Regions from separate parts of the Sus scrofa genome. Here region 2 is linked to region 1. The links are chromatin contacts, called in public Hi-C maps. All regions are on one chromosome and are shown on one strand. The core of a region is the stretch at or near the end of the contact, and the rest is flanking DNA. Distances in the headings are between cores, read along the strand shown.

Evidence for each region. Hi-C and Micro-C count contacts between places; a contact is called where the count stands out from the background.
Region 2: a Hi-C map of embryonic fibroblasts shows a contact between it and region 1, with 5 times the contacts expected there. The contact joins the promoter of TTYH2 here to the promoter of KIF19 in region 1. A contact is called at or near these places in 1 of 5 promoter capture datasets (liver), 6 of 47 Hi-C or Micro-C datasets (embryonic fibroblasts, heart right ventricle, liver and 3 more) and 2 of 2 datasets of contacts at active chromatin or transcription factors (alveolar macrophages and skeletal muscle).

Annotation. Positions count from the first base shown.
Region 1 is chr12:6,801,636-6,804,353 of Sscrofa11.1, forward strand. It overlaps KIF19 (kinesin-like protein KIF19), which reads right to left and starts at 1,431. Exons shown (of 20, transcript XM_013980788.2): 1 at 1,249-1,431. The coding sequence starts at 1,287.
Region 2 is chr12:6,880,255-6,882,955 of Sscrofa11.1, forward strand. It overlaps TTYH2 (protein tweety homolog 2), which reads right to left and starts at 1,308. Exons shown (of 16, transcript XM_021066683.1): 1 at 1,135-1,308; 2 at 173-263; 3 at 1-54. The coding sequence starts at 1,293.

The DNA of each region.
Region 1 (2,718 bases), core at 181-2,680:
TGGGGTCACGGAGTCTTTCCCCTCAGCACTCTCACCTGGCACCACGGGTCATTAGAAATCTGTCTTTGGGAGTTCCCATCGTGGCGCAGTGGTTAACGAATCCCACTAGGAACCATGAGGTTGCGGGTTCGATCCCTGGCCTTGCTCAGTGGGTTAAGGATCCAGCGTTGCCGTGAGCTGTGGTGTAGGTTGCAGACGCGGCTTGGATCCCGCGTTGCTGTGGCTCTGGCGTAGGCCAGTGGCTACAGCTCCGATTCAACCCCTAGCCTGGGAACCTCCATATGCCGCGGGAGCGGCCCAAGAAATAGCATCAACAACAACAGCAAAAAGACAAAAGACAAAAGACAAAAAAAAAAAAAAAAAAAAAAAAAAGAAATCTGTCTTTGAAGTTCCCCTCGTGGTGCAGCGGAAATGAATCTGACCAGGAACCATGAGGTTGCAGGTTCGATCCCTGGCCCCGCTCAGTGGGTAGGATCCGGCGTTGCTGTGGCTATGGCGTAGGCCAGCAGCTGTAGCTTTGATTAGACCCCTAGTCTGGGAACCTCCTTATGCCCCTGGTGCGGCCCTAAAAAGCAAACAAAAGAAAAAAAAGAAATCTGTAGTTGCCTCTACCCGCCTCCCACACCCCCCACTCACACCTCTTCCTCTGCCCCAGATCCCAGGGCAGGGGGCGGGGATGGGGGGTGGGGGGTGCATCTTGTTTGCTTCCAGCACTTCTCTGAAACATTTAGAGTCCTGACTAGGGCAGCCTCTGTGTTGCAACCCAATAAGCCAGCCACCTGCAACCCTGTGCCAGCTCCTCTGGCAGGTGGGGGCGGCTATTGTGTCTACCTGTGATTCCCCAAACCCTTTAATCGCCTGAACTAGGAAACTCCCACCTTTCTTCTCAGGGCGGGTAGGTCAAGCCCTCCCTGCCCCTGGCTTTTCTGGATCAGAGAGCAGTCTTGTCCCAGAGGCCCATCTGCAGAGGTGAGTGCCAGGGGTCCCCTGGTGGGAGGGTGGAAAGGGGGAGCGGGGCTGAAGCCAGGTTAACTTTTCAGGCCTTAGCAGGATGGCCGCGGTGCCTTCCTTCGTGACATCCATGACTTGGGGAAAGTTGCTCTGGACAGTCCCAGCCCGGATGCTGAGTGTCTTCTTCGTGGGGGCACACAGTCCAGTCCAGAGGCCGACGGAGAGTTTGGGTTCGCGGGGGGGTGGGGCATGGAGGGGTCGAGGAGGAGGAGGAGGAGGAGGCTGATGGGGTCTCACCATGAGTTGCTGGTCCTTGGAGTCCCCGCTGTCCTTCATGCTTCCGGCGGGTGGAAGGGCTCAGGCCGCGACAGCGCGCATGGCCGAGCCGCACCCCCACCGCCGCCGCCGCCGCCGCCGCCGGGTCCCTCGCAGCCTCGCCTGCGCCGCGGCTGCCTGACAACCCGAAACCAACAACGCGCCCGCGGCCGAGGGCGCTGACCCGGAGGCGGGGCCGGGGGAGGGCCCGACGGCGCCTCCCGCCCCCCGCGCCCCCGCCCCTCCGCGCTGCGGCCCAAAGCTGGTCGCCTCCGCCGAGGAGGCGCCCGAGCCTGCGCCGCTCTCCCGGCGACTGTCCGCCTGTGCGAACCTCCGGCCCCCGGCGCGGCCCCGCGTCCGCCGAGCACCGCCGCGTCCGTCCGTTTGGTAGCTCTGGGCTCCCCCTCCCCGCGGCCCCCGGCTCGCGGCCCCGGCTCCCCTCGCACCGCCCTCCAGGGGGCGCCCGTCCGGCCGCGCGACTCGAAGGCCCGCCGCGCTCCCGGCCGCTGGGGCCACGCGCATCTGCTGCCAGTCTGCCCGCCTGTCTGATCTCAGCGTCTCCAGGGCGGCGGCGGGCAGCCTTGTGTTTCCATGGGCGCTGCGTGCATCGTGGCTGTGGCTCGTGTCTCTGGCGTGGAGTCTTCACTCCGTGTCCAGTGACAGAGGAGGTAAAGAGTTGGCCTTTGGCCCGGGCTGCCCACCCGAGCGTGCAGGGGAGCACCTGTATTACTTGGATTGTGTCCCAGAAGAGCCCGCCTCAAGGTACCCCACTAGCAAACAAGACCTCATGGGGAAACCCAGAATCTAGGTCAAGGCGGCTGGGTCTGTGTGTTCCCTGCCTGCTGTTAAGAGCCACGATACTGTGCAAGAAGGTGTCCGTCAAACGCTGCAGTCTCCATTCTTGGGGAGATCAACAGCAGTTACACAGTGGAAAGATTCCTGGCCTCAGGAGGCCCCCCCGGGAAAATAGGATTCTGGTCCCAGCTCGGCATCCAACTTGCCAAACCACCTGGAGCCAGTCTTTCCTGTCCCCCTCCGGGGCTTAGTTTCCTGGGCGATGGTGGAGCTCCGCCCACTTCTGTTGGTCCATATTTCTTGTCTTCTGCCCCCACTGAAGCTGAACCAGGCAGCCCCCCACCCCCACCCCCGCAAAGACTGGGCAAGGGGAGTCTAGCAAGGTCACTTTCCTTTTAAGGAGCCGCTCATCCCCCAGAACTGTCTCAGACAGCCTGGCATACACCCCGAGGCAGAGCGTGATGCCAGCCTGGGCTCTGGGACTGGCTTCCCCGGCTGCCCCCAAGGAGCATCTGTTAGGTATAGTTATTAATAAACCATGGCAGGACGCAGCCCCTGGCCCCAGCTTTGATAAATAGATAAACCAAGAGACGCTCCACAGAAACGAAACACTCTTGCAGGGGGTCCCAAGGGTTTGTCCTGTTCACTGGCCAAGGC
Region 2 (2,701 bases), core at 58-2,557, 78 kb after region 1:
TAGGGCTACGAAGGGTCGCGCCCAAGAACCCGAAGCCTTCTTTTGGTCTGGAATCTGTCCCGGCCCCACGGACGAAAGAGGTGGAAAGAGAAGTGAAAACAGCTCTCAGAATCTGTCTCTTAACAGCAGTCTCCAGATCCCCGGGCTTCTGGTTACTTCTCAAATCAAGCACCATAGTGTCTGTGAGGACGGTGGGCAGTGGTGGCACGAGGGAGGCGAGGCCGGCCGCTGCTAGCGCTTTTAGAGGCTAGTGAACTGACAGACTGGGGACGGAAGGGAGCAACGCTCAGTCCCCGAGTCACTGGTTCTAAATTCAGTCTCAACCGTGATGGAGCGTCCCACTCTATAAACCAGGTGCACTCAAAGACTTGGTCCTGCCCTGGGAGCGCCCAATCCATCTGCCCAAACAACTAATGGGTGTCGCCTGGAAAGCCATGGGGATTGAGAAAGGCAGCCGATTCTTCCTAGCCGGCGGCACGGGGCGGGCCCCCTGGGGCAGAGACCCGGGAGGTGTCTCGAGGGGAAAGGCGGGGAAGGGCGAGAGGTCTCAGGGAGGCGCCAGAGCCGTCAACACAAGTTTCCTGAGCGCCTACTCTGTGCCGGACTCTGTTCTATCCGTGAACGCAAGCGGCCAGAATCTCTCGAGGGAAGAGGACCTCATTTTAGGGGTGGATGGTAGCAGTCCCCATGTGAAGACAGAAACCGCGCTAAGTTAGCGGTGCTCTGGAGAAAAGCAGAGCAGGGTCCGCGCACCAGGCGGCGGCGGGGATACCGGGTGGGGGTGTAGGCCCGGGCCCGATGGAGCCTGGGGGCAGATCGCACTCTCCGAGGCGGAGGTCTTGCGACCCAAACAGCGTGCCGGGAAGGCGGGACGCGAGGGGGCGGGAAGGGGGTGGTTAAGGTTTGGGACAGGGTCCAGGGGAGGATAAAGGGCCGCCTGAGGTTGGTGAGATGGGAGTGGGGGAGTTAAGGAGACCTGACGGGATCCGCCTTGGGTTGCAAACAGTCGCAAGTGGTAGCGAGGGGGCATAGAGACACGGGCGGAAGACGCCCGTGAGAAAAGAAACCCCAGAGACTTCAGGACTTCTGGCTTGGAGGAGGCGGAACTTGCGGGTGAAATGCCAGCAAACATACTTGGCTGCTAGAGGGGGACAGACGCCAGACGTCCCTTCTTCTCTCAGAGATCCAGGTGTGGGAGGTGGAGTCTGTTCTGCGGCCGAGGCCTCTCTTCCGGGCGGTCACAGTCCGGGTCAAGGTTCCCTGCGCCTCGCGGCGGCTGTCCCATCTGCGCATGCCTGCCCAAAGCCCAGGCGCCCGGCGGGGCAAGGACGCTGGAGGGCGCTGTCCCTCTCACAGGGGTCTTCAGCAAATTTTGAACATCTCTGTTCTAAGGGGTATAGCGATAACCAAAACATGCACGTCCCTGCCGGCGTGGGGTCTGACGTTTAATAGGGGAGGGGAGGCAGCTTTTATCCCATACGGTGATGAACTACAACCCCCCTTAAGTGCTTTCAAGGGCCCAGTATGTAAAGGGGGGCGAGGTCTGGGGGGCGGGGATGTTTCCTAAAGAATGGCCCAAGAGCTAATAGCTGAGGGCTGGGGGAGGATGGATTCTGAGCATGGGGGTACAGACAGTACACTGTGACATCGGAGACCAAGGTCTGCAAGGAGCAGAAGGGGAATCAGGAAGTGCAAACCCCGGGGTGAGGGGAGTGACAAGGAGGCGGGGAAACTACACAGAAAGACAGATCAGGGGCTGGCTGCCAGGGGCTGCAGTGCAAGAGGGAACTTTGGGGTGATGGTAATATTTTCTCTGGATTGCTGTGGTGGTTACACAGCTGTAATGTCCAACTATGCAGAACTGTGTACCCAAAGGAGCGAGTTTCACTGAATTATATCTCAATTAGCCTTACTTTATTTTTGGCTGCTCCTGCGGCAGGCAGAAGTTCCCAGGCCAAGGATCTCACCAGAGCCACAGCAGTGACGCCAAATCCTTTACTGCTAAGCCACCAGGGAACTCCAGCCTTACTTTAAAATAAATACATTAAAAAAAAAAAGGAAAGACGCTGGCAAGGTAAGCCTGGGTCACCTGGCCCCACAGGCCCTGGGAAGGGTTTTGGTCTTGAACCAGTCGGGCTGGTAGCTGAGCAAAATGGACCTGAAGCGATTCCACTGGGCCCTTAATGGGCACTGATAAACAGCATGACCATGCAGCCCCGGGACCTCGGGGCTAGGCACTGCCTGGTGCCATGTACAAGCTCCCCTCTGTGCCCCCCTCCTTCTCAACAGCACAGGCTGCAGCTGCTGAGCCCGGCCATGGGCCACGGGCCACAGGCCACACACCAAGCCGGAAGTTATGAGGATTTGGCATTCCTCTAGGAAGATTAGATCAAATGCCAACGCATTACAGAAGGGAGGAGAGGGGTCTGCCTGCAGGGAAGTGGCAGGAGCCAGCCCTGACCCCGGAGGGAGGGGGGCCTGCACCCCACAGGTAAAGACAGAGACTGCCTGGAAAAGCTCACCTTCAGGGCCACCTGCAGCCACAGGGTGCAGCTTGGAACACACAAACCTGCTTGGCCAGTCTGCGACCAGCTAGCCAGTGACCATCTTAGCTGCTTCCCCAGGGGCCTGCTGACTTAGACAAGTGGCCAGTGAAGCAAAGAAGCAGAACAGAAACGTGAGGCCTCCCCAGGACTCGTTA